2 separate regions of the Anas platyrhynchos genome follow, and region 2 is linked to region 1. The links are chromatin contacts, called in public Hi-C maps. All regions are on one chromosome and are shown on one strand. The core of a region is the stretch at or near the end of the contact, and the rest is flanking DNA. Distances in the headings are between cores, read along the strand shown. Region 1 overlaps PDLIM5 (PDZ and LIM domain 5). Region 2 holds the start of PDLIM5 (PDZ and LIM domain 5).

Region 1 (6,302 bases), core at 1,538-4,037:
TCGATAGGGACCTACGTTTGATTTGGCTGACTATCAAGTGAGCAGCAAAGCAAGGACATAATTTTTCTTTCTTTTACCTGGCTTTATGCTTCATCTTAATCCAAAGTGCTGAGGACTGCATGGTCTGGGGATGTGAACATGTTTAGCATATACCAAATGCAAAATGCTGATGCTTACATTATATTAACTTACATTATATTAATTTTCAGCCTTAAACTTAATGAAAATGGAATATGTGTTGGATGATTCATAAACTCATATTCCTAGGCAAAACATGACAAAGTACTGTTTCAGAGATGACAAATATTATCTTGACATACTATTATATAAAGAACTAAATACTAGTAATCTTAACATACTCCATTAAATACACCTCAGCAAAAAGTGTGAAACCTGAAAGCCTAAATAACAACTCATTCAAAATTGGGTTTAAAGATACAAGCTGTTTAAATATTGCCCACCTGACTGAAGAGCTCCTTTTCTGCCATTTCAGATTTAAACTGAGCATGAACATAAACTCTCTTCAATATTTTGTTTCTTAAAGCTGAGACAATTGTGTCTCACACTGGTGTTTGTATTTTAATATTTTAATATTTGAGTTGACAGCTTTGCAGTCTGTTTTTGTAGGACAAGAGGAGAAATATGCATTTTTAATATACAAATTAGCTTGCAGAATAAGAATTTAGCACTAAGAGTCCTTGATGTACTTGGCATCTGAAATACCATTATCTTTTAAAAAAGCAAATGAGCATTCAGTCTTCCTCCTTCCACATTTGTCATTATTTGGCATGTTCAACAAAATAAAGACTAATGGACTGAAATAGAACAGGTAATGGCTTATGAGAGAAAATGTGATTGACAACCATCATAGCAGCCTGTTGGTATGCTACCAAGCACCATGACCAAAGTACAGTTTGGAAAACATTGCACTGTGTTTTTTTTTTTTTTTTTTGTTTTGTTTTTTGTTTTTTTGTTTTGTTTTTAAAGGAGGGAAAAAAAAATCATCTTTTTGCAATGACTGCAACACTTTCCAGTTCTCAAGTTTCCATGCTTAATGATAATTTGGTTACCTCTTCTTTTCTCTGTGTGGGGATGTACATGGGTTTACAGTTTCTGGGCTGCAGGTGTTTGTCATAGCAAGATCTCTAGAGCACCAATCTAGCTGATTCGTGTCAGCTGGGGCAGTGGGTCCATTTCTACAAAGCTGTGGGGAGTGTAGTTGCAATGTATACTACCTGGCAGATGACTCATGTTTTTAACGTAAGGCCAATGTTTCCAATAATGCATAAGCTGCAACAAGAAGCAAGATTAGGAATGTTTCTTCTCTTCCATTCTTGTGATACAGAATTTGTAGGAGCTGAATTATGTCTGCAGTGGGGAAAGGGCTTTGGACTAGGGAAAAAAAAATTTGGATTTTTCTTTTTTCTGTGCTTTAAATTACATCTTCATTTGTTTTGGTTCACATAGCTTCTATTAAAAGTCATAGCTTATTATATATAATGTTAAACATTTTCTGCTTGTCATTTTCATGTTTTCATGAGAGTTGGCTATCTTATAAAAAGCAAATGCATTTAGCTTTCTGCCCTGTCAGCTGGTTGATGTCTAGAAATACGATGATTCAAAACCAAAAGCAACAACAACTAAAAAAACATAACTGCAGGCTACAGTGGTAAAACCATTAAAAGATGAGGTTTTCAGCAAGAAGATCTGAGCATTGGCTTTTCAGGGATGTAGTGTCTGCTGCCAGAAACTATACCCTGAAGAAGGAGTTAGTTGTCAAAATAAGAGGAAAAAAAAAATCCTTCCATTCTTCTTTCCTCCTATTAGAAAGTTTCAGTTCAGACCAACAAATACAGTTCTGTAGAAAGTCTTCCAGCCTTGACTTCATTTTATGAATGAAGATTTTGTGTTCTTCTCCTCTTGTATCTCAGACTGGAGTTTGAGCAATTCTTTAAGTTACAGAGATACAAAAACAAAACAAAACAAACACAATACCTATTTTATTGCAGGTATTCTGTGTTCCCTTTGTTTTTAAAGGGGTTGATACGTGCAGATATGTCCTGGTGGTTTACCATGTAGCGCCTTTACTAAGGAGACTGGTGATGGTGGAACCTTAATGGAGTTCAGGAGAGACAAATCTGAAACTCTTCTTCTGGGTTTTAGGTTAGCTTAGGTTAGATAAAGCTTTATGAGTTTAGCAGCCAGGGGCTTGGGCCTCTGCTTTGCCTTGAATTTAATTCTCTAACGCTAATCAGTGAGATTACAGTGTTTTGTTGGTGATCGATTTTTAGAGATGACATACCAAATTGGACTCATAGCTTTAGTTGGGGGTTTCCAGATATTAGTGATTATGGAAGGATTCAGTTATGTTGCTTGTGGCTTTTTGGTGGGTGAAATACTTGGAAGGGGAAATAAATACAGGGAGAATTTAAAGAATGAACAGTTTTTGCTAGGCACGCTGCTTATAGCAGGAGCAGACTAATTCATTTCCCTAATAAGGCTGTGCTGGAAGTTGGAATGTTTTGAATTGCATTAAATGTCACAAAAGTATTCATTGGAGAGGAACAGCTTGTGGGATGTTTGGAGAACAAATTTGATCATGTTTGTCTGGTCGAAATGAGCTGTTTACACAGACTAAATATATCTTTTTTTTTTTTTTTTGAAAGAGCAAACATCTGTGATGGCAAAGTGTGCACAAACATTGTGCACTTTCATTTTCAGTATCCTGGCTGTCAGTAACTGACCGCTGTTGACTGTATTTTCACTGTCTGTAATAATTTGTAAGGAGATGGAAGCCTGGAGCTCGCTCCAGCAACCATTAGCCAAGGTCTTTTGTGTGCACTGTTTATAATAAGCATTTATACTGAGCTTTCATGTCTTTGTTTTGTTTGTATGTTACAAAAAATATTACACAAACTCATATACTGAACTGCCAGCTTGAAATCATTCAGAAAATACCCTGCTTCAAGCTGTCCTGCTTTTCTAATGAGTAGTAACAGGGCAGGAACGTCATCTCCTTCTGAAAGCCTCTATCATCAGGTATCACTGCATCACCCCGCTTAACCAAAGTAGCATGAAATCTTAACATCTAATTGCTAGGTGGGAAACTACATGCTAACAGCTTTAAAAAAAAAAAAAAAAAAGTGCAAGATTCTGTAGTTAAATTATTTCTTGCTCTACAGATTTTGTAATATCTTTCCCAATTCCAAGGGCAATAGCCAAGATGTAAGCACTGTAGCAAGTGTTTTCGTAAATGTATGTGTTGGACATGGACGTGTTTTGCTCTTCAACATGAACTGTGCTTTTCCTCTTGTACTGTCTTGTCTAACCACCGTGCATTTTTCACATTCAGATCCTGGTGGCTCAGTTTGCTGGGTGAGCATTTTCTTTATGCAACGCTGGATAAATCACAGATTTTAGTCTGATTATGGTCTGAAGTCAACAAGGCCAAGCTAAACTGTTTGAAGTATGTCTGGGACACGCAAATTTATGTCCTTGTTTCAAGTATGTTTGGGGGAAATAAAGCAATGTTATGCTGTCTGGCTCCAATGTTAAAAGAACATTGGAAACATTGTAGTTATCAAGCCCCCCCTCCCTCTGACCCCCTTTTTAATGGCATTTTTAAAGACTAATTTTGAAGAATCTCTTCAGATCATCTGGAAATAGTGTTTGAAATAATTTTTGTTAAGTGCTGTATAGGTGAGCGCAGAGCCATCTCATACATTGCAAACTTAAATTTAATTATTTTGTAAAACTAATGAAGTGCATTTCTCTTGTAGACTGAAACTTCAGGGTCTAACATTTGCAAACTTTTTTTTTCCCCAGCCATGAAATTTGGGAGTTGATTTGAATAGTGAATATCTTTCTACTTCTAACTGTTAGATCGGTTTAATAAATATACAAAACATTGCAAGTTACTTTATTATAAAATGCATACCTAAAATACAGAAGAATCTTCTACTCTAGTCTTTAAAAAAGAAAGAAGAGTTCCATATGTGTTGGCATTTTTTTTCTTCTTGTTGCTTTTGTCGCTGCAAATTGACAAGTCCACAATTAGGCATGATTAACGATGCACCCTGGTGCTTTGGAGGGCCAGAGGTCAGTGTTCTCATAGGCTGCAAACTCTGTGGGAAACCGGAGAACAGACCTCTTCCTCAGAGCAGGGAAACGCTCTATCTGAGAATTATTGTTGATGTGGACATGATGCATGTCATTGACGATGCACAAATGATGAAGGCAAAGTGCAGAAAATGATATTCTTGTGAACTGTAGTTATTGGTTTATGTGGTTTATGTTGTGTTTTTTTTTCCTCATTATTCTCTGCTTTTTTCCTTATTTGTTTATTTATTTATTTATTTTGATAATGTAGCATGTGGGTTTATATTCATCTCCTTTTTTTTTTTTTTTTGTAAGCTAGTTGCTGGACCTGAACAACAGGAAGGCTGTTGTTGGTATCAGATGGGCCTTGTGAGCCAAATGGCTTTCAGGGAACAACTAAATGAAGTAAACATTTTAATCAGCTATTAATAAGGAAAAAATATATTTGTTAAAAGTTGAGAAGACATCACTTATATGGGACAGCATGCCTACTTCAAATCTAGCTGTCCATGTTTTCACTGCTAGAGTAGTAAGGCTGGTTTATACAGTAGATGTGTTTAATTAAAATGTAGCTTCTGTTCCCTGTTCTCCAAACAAACTTTTTTGCCTCATTGGCAAACTTTCTTTTAGATATGATAACTCAGCTTCAGTTCAGCAAAACCCTTTTTAGAAGATTTTTAGGAAATCAGGTTTGCATGATTTCAGGCAGGATATGATTAATGTTGCTTTGACCAATAAAGTTCCCAGCTCTCTGAGCAGCTACCAAATATGGCCAGAAATGTTTTGAAATGTGGCAGGAAAGCAATTTTCTACCAAAACATCAAGAAAAGACTAAATTGTATCAGCAGCAGTGTTGTCAGACAAAATGTCAGTGAGTTGGACTTTTTGTTGTTCTATTGCTTTTGAAAAAAAAAAATCAGGGTGTGTGTTTTTGCACATACATGCATGCAAATCTGAAAAGACAATAAATCAAGTGAGATGCTTTTACCTATCACATATTGCAAATTCAGTTTAGGTATAATGAAATCTGTTAATTCTTTATCTTCTTCGCCCTTTCCATTATGATACTTCCTTTACTTCCCACCACCCAGTGGCAGTCTCAATGTACTCATTGTTTGGAAGAAATTTTTTTGCTATCTACTGTGGAGTTCAAGTGATATTAAGTTTACCTTTGAAGGCCAGAGAATATACCAAAAGTTCCTGTATTATTTAAGTTGCTAAGCTGTTTAGAAGGACTTTTATTGTTCTAAAAGGAAGCTTTCAGTTTTAAGCCTGGATAAGGGTTATGAGCTTTAAAATGCAATTTGTCTGACCAGAACTTTCTGAGTTTGAAAGGAAGGAAAGCAATAAGCAAATTTTGACTATGTCTCCAGACTGGTGATACATTATTATGAATTTCTAAATGAATTAGTACTTGGTGACAAATGCTAGAGTTCCTAATATTGTATCTGGATAAATTCACCTAGTTTGTTTTTGCTTTTGCCCTATATTAACTGCGATGGAGTAAGTTCAACTTGAATACTTCTTGTTTCCCTTAGAGGAAACAAATGATATAATTTATATATCTGTGGGTGGACATAGTGAGTTGGAAAAGGGAAATACTTAAATATTAAAGCATTTGTTTTTACAATTATGTGTGTTTTTCTCTTTCAGAGTTGCTTCTGTACCAAAACCTGATCTCATTCATGTACCAAAGGTATGTTCATCATCACAACCAAGAAATGTAGCATGTGGCACTGTTACCCATCTGTCAAACCCTGTTGTTGATAAGCACTAGCATTCAAACTTTCCTTTCAATATAACGTGCTTGATTTCCATGTGTTACGTTAAGACTACTGCAACTTTTGGGTCTGAGTGATATTTTTTTTCACTCACTCAAAAAAGAATCAAGAGAACTGGCAAATGATCATCCACAAAAAAAAAAAAAAAAAAAAGTGAATAAATGTTATCTTCCAACTTTTGGGGCTTTTTTTTTTTATAGAAAGATAAAGCTGAAATTTTTCTATATCCTCAAGAGAAAAACTGTAGTAGGGTTTTTTTTTTTTTTCATAGGCACTGTTTTTTTTTTTCTTTTTCTTTTTTCTTTTTTAATAGGCACTGAAATCCCCCTTTGTATTTGAAAGAAGCTTATCTAAATACAGAGTTTCAAAGAACAATTCATCTCACTTTACTTAGAGCCCTGGGGGTTTATTTGTTCTTGACTT
Region 2 (6,111 bases), core at 787-3,286, 67 kb before region 1:
AAATGCAAGCTCTGTCTGAAACACGGCGGCAGTAGGAAGAACAGGCAGGCCATGGTTCTGACTGCTGCTGAGGTTTGTCTTCCACTCGCTATCTCTCCTTTTCACCATTCAGCCCTAACGAAAAGCTTTCTCAAAGAGGAGAATATTTGAAAGTAGACCAAGAATGATGGGGTCTCAAACAGCCTCTGGAGGATGTGAGGGAAAACAGGCTCATTTGTCACAAGCGGATCAGGCTGTGGAGAAGTGGTGATAGCCCCAAAGACCATCAGCTGGGAGCAATGGTGGCCAGGATGTGATGGATTGGCACAACACAAGGTGGGCACGGTGGCACTAAGGATGCCCACCAGCCAAAGCCTCCCTGTGAGTTCCTCCTCAGTCCTGCTGAGCTAGTCCTGAGATAGCCTGTCCCCACCTAGCTCAGGCAAGTGATTCATCTACAAATAAAAACCACAGGCTTTTGGAGAAATGAAGTGGAAAAGGATAGTTTTTGTTGATATGGCTAGCTGGTAGCCCAGGATAAGTGCAAAACTTTGGGCTATGTGCTCCGGTGAGCTGTGAGCAGCTTGCTGCCCAGCCGGCTGACACAGGGACATGCTGACCTTGGAGGCACCACGTGGGTCACACTGGGGAGCAGGGTCCTGGAGCTCTTTCTCCTCTAATAAATGAAACAGCATGAGGGTGACCTAAGGTCCTTGTGACACAATGAAAAATCCCTGGGATGGGGAATTTTTACCTCCATGAATTAAAGTCATGTGAGAGAGTGTGTGTGTAATGGGGATTTTCAGTTTTGCCAGATTAAAGACATTTTTAATGTGAACAGAGCAGGGTAAGGAGGACAGATTTCCAGAAGAGTTGTTCTGGTGTATTAGTCTGGGTCTTGGATGCTTTTATTGTTGAGATGTGGTGTGAGGGGGAGGCACTTGGCTCAGTCAGGACAGCTGAGGAGGTGCACAGCTCCCTGGAACAACATTAAAACCCCTTTAATAAAGCTCACAAAACTAAGACTGGGAGGATGAGGAACAGTGCCACCCTTTTCTTAAACAAGGACAGATAGGCTGGGCAGGATCATGGTAAAGAATTGTGTTGCATTGGCTGTGATAAACTCAGATTTAAACCTTTCTTCTGCACTCTTTCTCCACAGCAAATCTATGCTTGAAGAGCAGATTGAAATTATTGCAGTTATGGTGCTGCTGCTGCTAATGAGATGCCTGTCTCTTTCCCAACCACTTTCATTTGTAATCACTTTTAATGAATGGGAAACAGAGAAGGGAGGGAACCTCAAGCCTCCCTCAGCTGTGAGACACAGCTGAGCCTGCAGTGTTATCGCTGCTGCATCTTCACCCTGCTTCTACCGACTGCAAGGCATCAGCCAGCAGGTCAGTAAAGCACTGCAGCATGCTGCTTGGCCTGCCTCTGACCAAACGAGGCTGTGGGTTGTCAGTCTGAAAGTCTTTGTGACAAATAACTGTTCTGCTGGCAGGCAAGCCCATGGCGAAACTCTTTTCATAATCTGATCAAGCTTCATTTTAAAACCAGTTTGATTCCTCGCACCCACTCCTACAGAAACCTCCCTTTCCTCCTTATTGATTCTTAAGTGAATTTATTCGTGGTCACTTTATACCCATGTGTTCTCGTGCCAGCATTGTCTTTTGGTTAAGCACTTCTCCTGCCTCACTGCTGTTCTCAGCTTTGATGTACTTTGGGAGGCGCTTAGATCCCTGTTATATTACTCTGTTGAAAATAAAGCAAAGTTTTGCCCTTTTTGGAGAAATTTCCCTGTAAGACAGCTGTTGCAGTCTACTCATACGGTGCCTGTTGTGTGCTGGGGGGGGACACTTTTGGGGGCGGCAGTGTGCAGAGACCCAGCACCCTTTCGTTAGCCCTTGCGTTTCGCAGGTGTGCCTGTAGTCAGATGTGCGCAAAGCAAAATAAGAAAAAAAAATAAAGAAAACAGAAAAAGCGCATTTCCCTATTCAAAAATGTTTATTATTTATAATTAATAATGATAACGAACTCCAGGGCCGCCCGGCAGCGGTGCATTTGAGGATTTCCAGCTCCGCGCCCCTCTCCGGGCGCGCCCCGCCCCTGCCCCCGTCCCTGCCGTGCTGAGCCCAGCCGAGCCAAGCCGTGCTGAGCCAAACCGAGCCTTGCCGTGCCGGGGGAGGAGCAGCAGCAGACGGAAGTGCAAACAAGAGCGGGGGGACGGAGCCGCCGCCCGGCAGACGCCGCGGGTGTCCTCGCCGCTCCGCGCCCTGCAGGCACCGGGTGGTGAGCGAGAGGCGAAGGGGCGAGGAAGAGGAGGAGGAGGAGCGGAGAGCCGGCAGGTTGGGCGGTGGGTTTGAAACTCCGCGGGGCTTCTCGTAGCTTAATTTCGCCGTGGGCTGTAATGTTACCGTGGTCCCGAGTGGGGCTGGGGGGTGCCCCCCGTGTCTATATGGATACGGGGTGCCGCTGGGTCGCTTGCCCCGGGGACGGGCTGCCTGGCTCGGCTCGGCTTGGCACGGCTCGGCACGGGGCTCAGGAGCTGCTGGGGGGAGCCTCGGAGCGATAGCTGGGGCTTGGGGTCCGTGCCGGCTCTGCGTTTTGAAGTTTCCCCCCCTGCTGTGGCCCGAGCCAGCGAGAGTTTGATAAAATAGGCGCAAGTTGCACAATTTCGCCCTTGGCTGCTCGGTTGTGCAAGGCGGGGTTGGTGGGTTGTAGCGCTTTCTCGTAGGTGCTGCCCTGGCGTGCTGTAAGAAGTGCGTGGCATTAAATTTGGGGGGGTCCTTCGGGGTCTTCCTGCTCAGTTTGTAAGGCTGGAGGTGCGGGCACGGCAGAATCGAGGGGGTGAGAAAGGAAAGGTGAGGGATGCTGAGAGCCGTGCTCAGCGTTTCAGCCAGCAGTCTCTTCCCAACTCTGTTTGCTTTGAACAGGGAGGAAAAAACCCTGTGTCCTTTCCTAATGTAACTTAACCTTTTCCTAATGGTGTTACTGTAACTAGCTGTTACACTTTGAAGGCTTGTGCAATTTTTTCTTCCCCCAATTTGGGCTGCTAGGTAAAGCCTTCTGCTTCTGGCATGTGTGCCACTCGCTAGATGTGGCTGTGGTTTGTGGTGACCTGTCACCAGGGTGGACCTCATTCAGAGGGAACGAAAGGCGTTGCTACTTTCCTACAGAAAGAAGCCTGTGACTAATTGAAATCCTCTTTTCAGGAGGAGGTAGAGTTGTAGCTCTTGCTTCCGTGCTGAGGGAGAGACCCAGCTCGCACTCAGTGGAGGCTTTCTCTTTCCTTCCTCCTCTCCAGCTGCAGGAAGGGTCAGGGTGTGCGCTCCTCTCTACATACACCAGTGCCTGCTGAGGCATTTCAGGGTGTGCTGAGACAGCTCATGGGGCCAGAGCTGCCCAGGTAGCTCAGCTTCTGCATCCTCAGAGCTATCTCCTTGTCCCACCTCAGGCCAGCAGCTGTGCTTGGCTTATTTGAATGGCCGTCAGCGTGAGCATGGCTGCAAGTTCTGCTGTCAGACTGAGAAATTATGATTTAGAGCAGCAGGTCTCTGTGGTTCTGTGAGGTGAACCCAGAAACATGTGCTACCGACACCTCTTGGGGAGTGACTTTAAATGTCCTTCCGTGCACCTACATGGCTGCGGTGGCACCTTGGGCAGCCGGCGAGGCTGGGCTGCATTTTCAAAATCTACTGCCTCAAAAAGAAAAAAATAAAATAAAATCTCCCACCTGTGTGTGAAGAGGTCACACTCAGCTTAGTGGGTCTGCAGCCTGCTTTCTCCAGTTTGACTGGGGTGCCACCTTAAATGTCAATGCACGAGCCTGGAATCCGGCTGTGCTACAGTGTAGGCTTACACCCGCGCACACTGGTGTGTACTTTGCCTCGCTTCAACCATACAAAAATAGATGGGATCCACTACCTAAGATGTCATTGTAATGTTACTTATCTGAGGTGAAACTGAAGCCCTTATCTCTGACTCTGAGCGGCAATTAAGTGCAGAGGTTGCCTTTTAAAGGTAATTTGTTGCCGGCATTTGTGCGGAGGGGAGGGAGATACTTGGGCTTCGCTTTGTTTTTTTTTTTTTTTTTTTTTTTCTTCCCCAGCATTAAGATGCAGCTGTGAGTATTTTAACTTTGCTAAATGTGAGTCTTGTTGTTAACATGTGTTTCATCTGTAGCATTGTTACACCAATATAAAGTTACGCTGCAAAAACAAAGTCAGGGTTTTTATTTTCTTCTGATTAACCTCAAAGTTGTGACATTTTGACATCGTTTTAAAGCTGTCAGACCATAATGTGTTTAGAAACAAGTTCTGAGCTGATGACATTTCAGCATGTGGTACTTATTTTGTTAGAAATGAATGTGTCGGTGCTGGGAGTTTCTTCTGTACTTGGATTTAATGGATATTATCAATTCATGCTTGTCCCAACATTGAGGTTTGCCCCCCCTCCCCTCAATATTCTGTTAGTAAGAAATACTTGTCAAATGTTTATGTGCCTCTCTTGAGATCCAAGTTCTTTAGCACCAGAGATCTTAAGACCTAAACCCGTGTTAACAGCTCCTTATGCTTCTTCCTAAGCTATTGAGGACAACAGTGTATGAGGAATAAAAGTATAAGTAATGACAGACCTGGTATGGATTTTTGGCTGTTCTTATTGTATGGAAATAAAGATGTTAAAATGGTAGACAGTGCCTTTTATTTTTATTTTCTTTAAATTAAAAGCATAATGCTCTTCCACAGGCATCGATTCTTTGGCTTGGATCCTTGAACACTGAACACCATGAGCAACTACACCGTGTCTCTTGTCGGCCCGGCTCCTTGGGGCTTCAGGCTCCAAGGTGGCAAGGATTTCAACATGCCCCTGTCCATCTCTCGGGTGAGTGCATTTACCTCTCTGCTTGTGTGCAGTTGTCTGTTATGCTGTGCTCTGCCTGCAGCCTTCAGACTGCAGAGCCATGAATTACGGGTGCTGGGCTCAACTTGCCCCATGGCACAGAGGGCTGTTTGCCGGTGGGGACAAAGCTGGTAAAATACGTCTTCTGCATAGTTTGAAGGCTCCAAGGAAACTGTACGTTTTCATCAGAGATGGCTGTTTTATCCACATTCTTATTTGTGCAATGAAGCAAACAGCAAGCACCCTTGATTTCCCCTCCCTGCGCACCCTCAGAGAACAGCAATGGGAGGCTGGCAGGAAACGGGCTGTTTTCTGCGTGGGGCTGAGCCTGTGCAGTTCACATGGGAGGCAGCGGAGAAAAAACGCTCATGCTCCCATTGTTTATTCAGCCCTTAACAGTTAGAGAATCTTCTGGTGTCTGTTCTCGCAAATCCCACTATTTGCAATAAAAAGGCACTTAAATGACAGAATTTACAAATAGCGACTCATCAGTGCCTGGGTGAACATCCCACTTTCTCATGATTTTTTTTTAATGGAGTATGTGCTCTTAACTGATATTCACAGGAACGTTTATGGAGTACGTGCCCTTAACTGATATTCAAAGGATTTAAGGAACTAAGTCAAAACAAATGTGATCTTTGTACCCAGGTGCTGTCTAACTGGTTTCCTACTTTTAAAACTGTTCTCAGTGAAGAATTTTCTTTCCATGTGGGCAGAGTTTCAAAACATTCTTCAGACAACTGAAACACTTTATGTGTATCATATAGGAACAGAATTTGCATCATAAAATTGATGGGAGCATTGGAAATTTGTGGGTGAACAAAACTGGCTCCTCATGGCTCTTGACCCTAGCACCTTTAAACTGTGATTTGTGCTGTGGAAGTGTTTATGTATAAATGACAACTTCTCTGTCAGCAGCTTGCCTCCCCCTCCTGCATATTCTTGCAGTTTAGTGACAAAGATAAATTATTTTTTACACCTGTTGGGACTGCAGAATTGATACTGCACTGGGAGAGGGAGCAGGTTTCTATTTGGGTTTATGCATCATGGCAATATTTTTAGCTAATCTCAACTAGCGATTCAGAGCCTGCCAGTTCATTTAGGCATGGCTAATCTTAGTTACCTGTGGATTATGCTGGTGAAATTAAAATATGGTTTGATTCTGAAGAAATATTTATTAATTAGCCTAGATGAGTATTTTATCACATTAATTGAATGTGCTGTGTGCTGATT

Evidence for each region. Hi-C and Micro-C count contacts between places; a contact is called where the count stands out from the background.
Region 2: a contact with region 1 is called in a Hi-C map of small yellow follicle, with 2.2 times the contacts expected there. The contact joins the promoter of PDLIM5 here to the enhancer-like site in region 1. A contact is called at or near these places in 3 of 8 Hi-C or Micro-C datasets (F5 follicle, liver and small yellow follicle).

What each region holds. Positions count from the first base shown.
Region 1 is chr4:12,583,061-12,589,362 of IASCAAS_PekinDuck_T2T, reverse strand. PDLIM5 (PDZ and LIM domain 5) reads left to right here. Exons shown (of 13, transcript XM_027455589.3): 4 at 5,752-5,794. Among named protein-coding and RNA genes, the nearest start is that of PDLIM5, 68 kb to the left of the region's middle. Within about 2 kb of position 2,787, at least 4 of the 8 cell types and tissues checked have an H3K27ac peak or open chromatin away from gene starts, as enhancers often do. A contact at or near this core is called in F5 follicle and small yellow follicle, where this site is marked.
Region 2 is chr4:12,649,779-12,655,889 of IASCAAS_PekinDuck_T2T, reverse strand. It overlaps PDLIM5 (PDZ and LIM domain 5), which reads left to right and starts at 2,036. Exons shown (of 13, transcript XM_027455589.3): 1 at 2,036-2,332; 2 at 4,725-4,860. The coding sequence starts at 4,765.